Linked DNA regions of Zea mays: regions 1 and 3 are each linked to region 2. Evidence: chromatin contacts called from public Hi-C data. All regions are on one chromosome and are shown on one strand. Each heading gives the region's core, a stretch centred on a gene start, on an enhancer-like site or on the middle of the called end of the contact. The rest is flanking DNA. Distances are from core to core; before and after follow the strand shown.

Region 1 (3,470 bases), core at 788-3,287, 290 kb after region 2:
TCGGTATTTAGGAATTAGGATCAATGCTACAGAGAGACGAGGATATTAATAAAGACGTTAGCCATAGAATCAAAGCAGGGTGGATGAAGTGGCATCAATCATATGGCGTTCTATGTGGCAAGAGGGTACCACAGAAGCTAAAAGGCAAGATTTATAGAATGGCGATAGACCTGCTATGTTGTATGGTGCACAATGTTGGCCTACAAAAAACGACATACAATGTTGGCCTACAAAAAATGACATACATGTTTAGCATATAAGTGTTACAGAAATGTGTATGTTACGTTGGATTTATGATTATACAAGAAGGGATTAAACATGGAACTATGATATACGTGATGGACTAGGGGTAGCACCAATTGAAGAAAAGCTTGTCCAATACCAGTTCAGATGGTTTGGATATGTCCAACTAAGATCTCTAGAGACACTCATGCGTAGTGGGATCCTAAGACGCAATAGCAATGGGAAGAGAGGCAGGGAAATGCCAAAGTTGATATGGAAAGAGGCAGTGAAAGGAGACTTGAAAGGACGAAATATACCTAAAGATTTAGTCTTGAATAGGAGTGCATGGAAAACTTTTATCCATGTGTCTTAAACTTGACTTGCAGTTTCTGTTGGGTTTCAACTCTAGCATATCCTCCCAACTTACTTGGGACTAAAGGATTTGTTATTGTTGTTGCACCGTAATAAATGACGTGGACATGTGATTATCGGATTGAGTAGCTCCACGAGTCCAAGAGCAAATAGAATTTCCTTTATGTTCTTTTAAGTCAAATAACATAATAATATGATCCACCACTTGCAGAACACCTTACAAAATGCATATGAAACTTACCAAAACATATCCGTCGGAATGATGATAGTAGAACCATAAGATCTCCTCCGCCTCCCACGACCATCTTCATCACTACTAGTAGAAGAGGAAGTGCTACCAATCAAAGGGGTGTTGAGTTAAATGACAAAACCTACAACTAAAGTCCAAAAAACCACTCATGAAATCTATGTGTGCTTCATTTTTATAGAATTCACGGATCAAATTACAGAGACAGAATGTCATTTAAGGGAACTGAACCATATGACAAAGATGAAGATATCGTTCCAGAACAGACCTTTAGGCAGTGAACATATAATAATTAGCACACAAACTCTTTCGTGCTGCACTAAACATACCTTGAGCTTGAGAGAATGGCAATGATTGTAGTGTACACCAGCACAATTGAGGCAATGAGCGCAGTGCCAAATGAAACACGTACCAGATAAGCACCCACTTGCTACAAAAGAGGAGCAGCACAAACCAATATCAGAAGAGCTCATAGTAACCTAACGCACTGTTACACTTTCCTTGCTGGAAATACCTTGGCTTTGTCAACCAGAGGCTCGACCCGCATCCTAAACGATTTGCCAGCCAGCTTTGCCCTGTAGTCCTTTGGGAAGACGTATAGCACCTCCCCGTCCTCCGATACCTACACAATCAGCGACGATTATCAGAGAAGGCCGGAAGGTTACCAGCGGAGGAGGAAAGGAGGGAGTAACTAGCAGACAGCGGCGCACCTCCAGGAAGCCTTCAGTGTCGGCGGCGAGTGCTTGGAGCGCGCGCTCCGCCTGCGCGAGCTGCAGCCCAGCGCGAGAAGCGACGTCTCCTATGGTGACGCGACCGCCGAAGTGGTCGACCGCCTCCATGGCCCGGTCCCGCACGTCGGAGGGGAGGCGGTCCGTCTCCACGGCTCCGCCTGGGCGCACAAGCGCAGGCGGCGCCCCGATGGTGCTTCCAGCGCGCGCCCGCACGTCGGGGCGCCACGGGGACGGTGAGGGGCGGCCGGGAGCGACGCGGAGGCGGCAGGGGGCAAGAAGGGAAGGGGAGAACAAGGAAAAGGGAGCGTGGCGCGTGGGGGTACGTGGAGATGGAAAGGGCGGGCGGAAACGAAAGTGGAAGGATAGAGAGATGGCGGCGGCGGCGGCCATGGGGGAGGACGGGTTGACGGCGGAGACTTGGGGTGGGCTTAGACGGTGGCAGGCACTGCCGCACTGGGCATTATTGGGGAGGAGCAAGAGGTCAGGTGGACGTGAGGAGGTGTGTTCTGGCCGTGGCCACGAGATCGGATTTGGTCCAAGCAGACACCGGTGTCCGGCACGGTGAGGACGTGAGATTCAGCAACTTCCCCGCCCCCTTTCCTCAAGGTGGCGTTTGGTCAGTGGGAAAAAGCGGTCTGCTGTGTTTGCAACTAAAATTTGTCATACCAAATGTTTGATAAATTAAAAATTGGGTAAAAAGTCTTGTCATAAATTTAACAAATTAAATAGGAGCGGTTAGCAAGTTTTAATAGCAAACTATATGATAACCAATGATAACCAAGATTAGGGCTTATCAAATTTTTGGTTTGCTATATTTTAAAAGTCAATCAAACAAACCTAGTATGTGGGATAGAGAAATGACATACGGTGAAAATTATATCAATGTATGGTTAAAAGTGATGTTTGGATGCAGGATAGGAAAGGAAAAATAAAGAAGGACACAGAGGAGTAGGTTATGAATTTGAAAAATACAACGTTTGGATGTAGTTAGATTTAGACTTGGGATATGGTGAGATCCATCAGCTTTTTAAAAAGAAAAAAAGAGCATATATTATCCACTCGTCTTAATATCCATCCTATCCACACATGCAAAACAAAGGAGCCACCATAGTGTGACAGAACTGTTCAATTTAATCTAATCTCAAACTGTTTGTCAGCCACTTAACACTAAGTACACAAAAGACTAAGTTAAATTTAGTACTTTGTTGAGCACATTCAAAGAGAGAACTTAAAATAATCTATATTTATATAAGAAGATTAAACTTTAAAACACCAAAACAATTTCTTACATGACTTGATTATAACATCAGAGTTATTACAAAAAAATTAATACATCTGTATAAAGATATTGTTTACATGTAACATAAAAAAGAGTTGATACATGATGTGTTTATCATTTTTTATCTTGCATCATAGAATAAATATGTGATTAGAATTACATCGGAAATAAATATTTATTCAAAGACATGTTTAAGCATTAAATGATGAGGACATAACACCTACTGCTACACTATTGATTACAAGGTAAGCTCGTTCCTAGATTTGTATAATGGTAAAAATAAGAATTGATTGCTATATAATAATAGTATATCAAATATGCTTAGGAACAATATAGATGATGATGATGATAGAGAATACATATGCCATGGACAATGTGAATCTCAAAGTGCAAGTCCATAAAAGTTGAACTTTCAGTTCGTCAGCATCTCGACGGTACTTCGGGAAGTGTTTGAATTCACTAGAGCTAATAATTAGTTGGCTACAAAATTGATAGTGGAATTAGCTAGCTAACTATTAGCTAATTTGTTCAAAGTAGTTAATAGCAGAAGAATTAGTTAACATGTTTGGATGCCTTTAGCTAATTTTAGTAGCTAACTATTAGCTCTAGTGCATTCAAA
Region 2 (3,075 bases), core at 414-2,913:
AAAAGGCCACTTGTAGGAAGTTATATGGACCCGGACTAGGCCACGAAGTGCAAAGTCATGGGCCAGGAGAGGAATTGAGGATGAGGCTAAAAAAAATCTTTAGACCCACTACTAATTCAGAGTACAATTAATTTGTAAGAGCATATCCAATCCTCAATACTTTTTTTAGAATAACAGAAAAAAATCATATCCAACCGTTTCTAATATGCGCTCCCAACTTATTCGTTTCTCCTAAAACCACAGCTGCGTGGGCACTAATGTAGTGTTTGGATGGATGGACGAGGAAGGACGAAGAGGGATGGGGTGAGATCATTCTAATTTGACTCATGTTTGGTTTGGAGACCCAGAGTTAGGGTTAAGAAATATTCTTCAAAAATTGTAGATGAGATCATCCCTCAAAAAATAAGGGACGGGGTCAACCCAGGGTTGGTCCTGTCCCATCCCACGTTGACACCGAACCAAACATACGCTAATACGCGTGATGGATCACTTCCCATGCGTAAACAAAATGATCATCCAGAGCAAATAAAGTCGGCCTGCTTTATTAACAATATATATAAACCCATAAACATCTCGTAGACACTTGAATGTGACACCTAACCCCACATGCCCATCCCATCTGTACGTACCGGCATTATCGGTCCATGATAACCACCGTCCACCGCCAAATAATTCATACAGACATTAACAAATGGAAGGAGATATATTCCAGAGATCACAAAGTCTGCTGCTCTTAATATAACTAATCAATTAATCATGTCCCCCTTGATCGCGAGTGCCTGATCTTCCGATCAATCGTCCATCTCCGCCGTCTTGGTCTTGGGAGGAGGCCCGAACCTCTTCTGGAGCCGGCGGAGCTCCTCCGGCTCGAGGCCGAACGCCCTCTCGAGGACGGCGTCCTTGATCCCGGACCCGAACACGGTCGCCGGGATGCGCACGATGCCGGGGTTCTCGCTGTTGAAGGTGCCGTACACCGTGGCCGGCTCGTCGCCGACGTTCATCTGGAAGTGCACCATGGCGCGCGGGAACACCATGACCTCCCCTTTCTCGAGCACCTTGGCGAAGACGCGGCCGCCCGAGTCGACGAATCCCGCGTAGACGCGGCCGGCCAGGACCAGCGCCGTCTCGGTGGCGCGCGGGTGGTAGTGCGGCGGGTTGACCCCGCCCGCCGCGGACAGGTCGGCGCGCGCGAAGGACACGCCGAGGGTGTGCAGCGCCGGGAACTGCGCGGGGGTCACCGACACCCCCGCGAACCCCGTGTCCGCGGAGAAGTTGCCCGCGGCGCGCACGCCCGCGAAGGCGAAGTCCGCCGCCGTCAGGTTGGCGGGGCTCCTGCACGGGTAGGACGGGAGCAGCGCTAGATCCACGGCCCGCCCGCGCCCGCGCCCGCCGCCCGTGTCCGGCACGCAGTAGTCCTGCACCGCGTCCGGGTCCGCCGTGGCCGCCGCCGGGAGCAGCGCGGCGAGCAGGAGGAGGAGCAGGTGGCGCGTGGCCATTGTTGGTTCCTAGTCTAAGCTAGCGTCGTCGGTCGCCTGCTGGGCTCACGGTTGGTGGACACAGCAGGTCTCACCCGTCGGTGCGGTGCGGTGCAGCGTGCGTGGTCACCGCTGTGGCAGCTGCAGCTGCAGCTTTGCCTGGGGCAGAGGGCGACTGGTCTCATTCATCTCTGCGCTGTGGAGTACTATCTATAAATATCCCTCGGTCCCAAAACAAAACACGTGTTGTTATAGTTTCTCAAGAAGCTAGTTGGTTTTTTAAACTATGATCATTTATATATAAGAAGTCAATATATATAATATGTAATTACTATCGTTAATAGATTGTTAAAATTATTTTATTATTTGAAATACAAATTCCATTAGTGTTTTCTATAAATTAAGTTAAAATTAAGAAAGTGCAATCGACATGAACACTAGCTTTTATGGCAGAGGGTAAACTACCATTTGCGACGCACTGTCCTACGCGTGCGTAATAAGTGTTAGGTTCGTTCCATAATTCATGGAATCCTTGCGACTGCATAGTTTATCCACGGCGCGTGCGCTGATGTGCAGATTTTGTTGTTGAGTGTCGGGCCTGTCGGCTTGGCATCTTTGACTGGAGACAATTCCTTGGGTCAGGAGGACGTCAGGTCACCAGTCTTCGCCCGTGTGGATTTTAGCTCGGCTTCCAGGAAATGCACGAGATATCCTCAGGGCTTGTTTGGAACAAAGGGTATAGGAGGGGATTGAGGGGGCTATAATCCCTTGTTATTTAATTTTGAATAGCAAGGGATTATAGCCCCCTCAATCCCTCCAATACTCTTGTTTCCAAACATGCCCTCACAAAAGAAGAACCGGAAATGAGCGATACAATTCATGTGGTCTTTTCGTGCCAGGAGAGAAGCATTGGGCGGGCCGGACAAGACTTGTTCGTGAACATTGGAGAGAGGGTTTCGATGATGACTTCATTTCTGGAGGTAATAATCATGCGTGAAAATGAAAATTTCTCCCAAAGAATGTTGGATTAATGTGATATAGACACCATTAATATTTAATAATAGTCAATGCTACCGTCGGCCGCCGCTGCCGCCGGCCGGACTGGGCCCGTAGCTCGTAGTAGATCGGACCTTAGTCCGAATATTCAAACGGTCGTGCGTTTTGTCTGTAGTGATGACCGTTCGTTTTCTGTCTTATGGCTACTACGATTTTTAGTTCTAATGGCGTGACCGTTACCGTCTGTTGTCCTTCTCCCCTCCTTCTGACTGCATATAAGAATCTAGGAGGAGTACGCTCTTCCGGTTAGACACACAACCTCTCAGACACATTGCAAATAGCATATCTCCGTCTCACCTTCTACGAGCACAACGATAGTGGGAGAGCAGGCCTCTGAAATCACCATTCACAGAGGTACACTTGCACGTGTATGCAGACGAACAAGTTTTTGAGGAGCGTACTCGTGACTGCTCGCTTCATCAACTCGACCAGCGCTGCTTTGTCTACATCTGATTCTTTATCGTTTGACGTCATTCGAGGGACTGCATTGTAGCTATATGAAACATACAAACGAGATTTCTCGTGTGGCACTGATACCTTAACT
Region 3 (3,235 bases), core at 735-3,234, 340 kb after region 2:
GGGTGGAAAACTGACACATCAAGCATATCGTTGCTAATTTACCAAGATGTGCTTCGGTTTGAAAACTTGGCTAAGGGGGTGTTTGGGAGTGAAGTTTTTTCAAAGTTTTGGAAGAATACTGCAGTATTCTCAAAAACTGTAGTATTATATACCAAAAGGTGTTTGGCAAGCCAGCTAAATCTCTGTTTTCAAAACTAAAGTATTACAAATACTGCAGTTCTTTTGAAGTATTCTAAACTTAGGTTTATACCTCAGTTTTCTCTGTATACTGTAGTATTTCAAAAACTGTGGTTTCCAAAAACTTTGTTCCCAAACAGGACCTAAATTGTAGACAGGAACCAAGTCTGCAGTGTTTTTTCGGTGGAGACCATACAACTACAGAAACAGGCTTGGAGACAGACTTTTTACTTTACTGTACTAGAATATAGGAGAGCTTGTACCATAAGTAACCCAAATCCCAACAGCTGAACAAGCAGAAACATAGTATCATTTAACTTGTTATTGGGATTCCCCAAGAAGCCGTCAGAAATGCATAAATGAGGATTAAGTAGCTGATACAAATGGTTATGTAAGACTGTATTGAAGGATTAATACATGAATGCATACTTTAGGCCCTGTTTGGAATCGTAGTATTTTTGCAGTTTTGAAACAATACTATGGTATTTGATGATACTATAGTATTGGAGCTCAAAAGGTGTTTGGTTTGTATAGTCAAAACTCAGTTTTAAATACCATGGTTTACGCAAAACTATGGTATTTTTGGAGTTTTTGAAACTCCACTCATGACCTCGGTTTTCTTCTTTTCTCTCTACATATACTTTGTTTTTCCAATAGAACCAAACAGATCTCGGTTTTGAGCAATACTATAGTTTTACTGTGGTAAAGTAATACCGTAGTATTTTTGTCATGTACAATTGTAAACTATGGTATCTCAAAACTACATTATTTCAAAACTGCATTCCCAAGCAGGCCCTTAATTGTATTAACCAAAAGCACAGCATCTCAAGCTACATAACCGAATCCAGACACCAAAGCAGATGCCTCAATAATTCACTGCAAGAGTAAAGTAGCTGACAGAAAAAAGAATGGAGTTGAGAATAAAGTAGCCGACAGGATTGTCCGATCCAATGTGTAGGTACACGGAAGTTATGATATAAGATCTTTATAGTTTTATCAGAGGTGATTTTGTACTAAAATTTTTATAGCGGATTCGAATTACATGTAGAAGATAATAATAGGGGCCGTACGTGATAACTACTAGCTACTACGAAATCGGTTATCAGGATAGATACTTGATGGTAAAAATAAAGACACAAAAGTCAATGAGAGGAACTACTTGTGGCACCGGTACCGAAAGCAAACTCGAGCGTGCAAATCAAGCACTAGGGGTGCGCATCCAGTGCAGGTTTCATCAGTATAATAAACCATCACGAACCAACCCCTTGTTAGCAGCAACCGCTGACACCAGGACCACGTGCTACTGAGCATGATAGGAGGGCGTTAGACATCACAACTCCAGCAAACTTGCACGTCTGCGAGACCGCGAGTAGACTGAACGGCTAGGAGTTCGGCTTCTCGGGGGGAGAGGGAATCAGGTGCGGTGTTAACTTAGGGATGTAGGCGGGCAGGCGGGCGGGCAATAGCAAACCTCTCGGCGGTGGCGACGTTCTCCGCCTCGACGTCGGTGCAGGCGAACTGCACGGCGGCGACCGCCACCTTCCTCCCCGCGGCTGCAGCCATCCTCCTCTCCTCCCCTCCCCTCCGCGCGCCTTCCCACTTCACCTACCCCTCACCTGACCTGAGTTGGGACTTGCGACTTGCGACTTGCGACTGCTGTGGTCTCAAGCAAGCAGAGAAATTCGCGATTTAACCCTCCCCCTCTCCTATTCTTTTTTTTCTGAAAACACCCTGCTCCAACCCTAAACCCAATACAATTTCTACAACCTGATTCTTCACTTGCTGTCTGGGGAGGGAGCAGATGTGAGCAATCTTATCAGCAGGACGGCGGGGAGCGGTGACAACTGAGTCTCGACTCTCGAGTGTGTGCACAGAGTAGGGGGGAAAAGGCAGGGAAGAAAGAAAATGGCAGGGGGTGTTCAGAAAAAGAATAGGAGAGGATGGGAGGGGAGGGAGGGGTAAATCGGAAAATAAACATATACCGTTGGATTGACATCTAATGGACGTGGATGGCTGCTTTCACGTCTTGCACAAATGCATATAGCAGGGGAGGTCGCCGAGAAATAAAACCGTCAGTTGTAAGGAGAAAAAAGGCGCCGCCCTGGGGCCTACCGTTGTTGTTGTTGACTTGTCTTGGTATAAGGCAGTCCTTCTTTGATGGGCCACAGGGCCAGTGCTATGCAAGGCTTTGATGGGCTTGATTGGGCCAGAAAAGAACCAGAAACAGGAAAGAATACAAGCGTAGTGCTGTGCCTGACTGCCTGTGCTTCCGTCGCGGTTTCACAAAACCGTGTTCGCTCTCGGGCTCGGCTCATCCTTATCCTCTCACGTGGGAATCTGGCAGGTTCGGAGCATCGGCCTGACACTGACAGACCCTCCCTCCTATATACTATAGTACAAGATAGAGATAAGGCGTACCGATCCGGTTTAAAAGATCCGCTACTAGTGTCACCGGCAACGTGTCGACGCGGTCGTGTGTGTTCCTGGTGAGGAAGCGAACCCTGCCTGCTTACTTGCCGGGCAAGAAGTGAGAACAGCGTGGGGTGCGGAAGCGACCGGACCGGGGATGGCTACAAGAAGGACCGTGGCGGCGAGCGTTACTGCCCAGCGGCCTGCGTGGGCGGCCGTGGCGAGGAGGATGGAGGGCGTGTCGCGCTACTTCAGCGACAAGGCCTCCGGCAGGCTGCTCAGCGAGGAGGAGCGCGCCGCCGAGAACGTCTACATACAGGTGACCGGTTGCCTACTGAGTACTGACTGACTGATTATGTGTGGTCGGGTGCGATCGTTTCGCGTTTCGTCCTGCTAGACTGAGTGAGTTGATCGAATTGGGGATTCGTTTGAGTAAAGCAGAAGATGGAGCGGGAGAAGCTGGAGAAACTGAGGAGGAAGGAGGACAAGGCCAAGGCCGAGGCGGCCAAGAGGGCCGCCGCCGCCGCCAGAGGCGACACGAAGGTAAATATATAGGCGTGCGTAATCCTCCATTCTGCCTAGAACGTTGCTGGATTATGATATTCGTGTTCGTCACTTATATGTACGTGCCCTTGTCGGGTTTTTTTTT

The links. A called contact is a pair of places that touch in the nucleus more often than the background predicts.
Region 1: a contact with region 2 is called in a Hi-C map of leaf, with 4 times the contacts expected there. The contact joins the promoter of LOC100279475 here to the promoter of LOC100283161 in region 2. A contact is called at or near these places in 6 of 25 Hi-C or Micro-C datasets (ear, leaf and tassel) and 1 of 3 datasets of contacts at active chromatin or transcription factors (seedling).
Region 3: a Hi-C map of ear shows a contact between it and region 2, with 4 times the contacts expected there. The contact joins the promoter of LOC100282130 here to the promoter of LOC100283161 in region 2. A contact is called at or near these places in 12 of 25 Hi-C or Micro-C datasets (bundle sheath, ear, endosperm and 4 more) and 1 of 3 datasets of contacts at active chromatin or transcription factors (leaf).

Annotation. Positions count from the first base shown.
Region 1 is chr5:172,485,087-172,488,556 of Zm-B73-REFERENCE-NAM-5.0, forward strand. It overlaps LOC100279475 (Iron-sulfur cluster biosynthesis family protein), which reads right to left and starts at 2,038. Exons shown (of 13, transcript NM_001152479.1): 1 at 1,552-2,038; 2 at 1,356-1,463; 3 at 1,171-1,271; 4 at 836-910. The coding sequence starts at 1,962.
Region 2 is chr5:172,198,136-172,201,210 of Zm-B73-REFERENCE-NAM-5.0, forward strand. LOC100283161 reads right to left here and starts at 1,664. Exons shown (of 1, transcript NM_001156063.2): 1 at 518-1,664. The coding sequence starts at 1,496. The coding sequence ends at 792.
Region 3 is chr5:172,536,927-172,540,161 of Zm-B73-REFERENCE-NAM-5.0, forward strand. LOC100282130 reads right to left here and starts at 1,985. Exons shown (of 9, transcript NM_001368938.1): 1 at 1,649-1,985. The coding sequence starts at 1,740. It overlaps LOC100282243 (ATPase inhibitor), which reads left to right and starts at 2,634. Exons shown (of 3, transcript NM_001155155.2): 1 at 2,634-2,905; 2 at 3,028-3,129. The coding sequence starts at 2,744.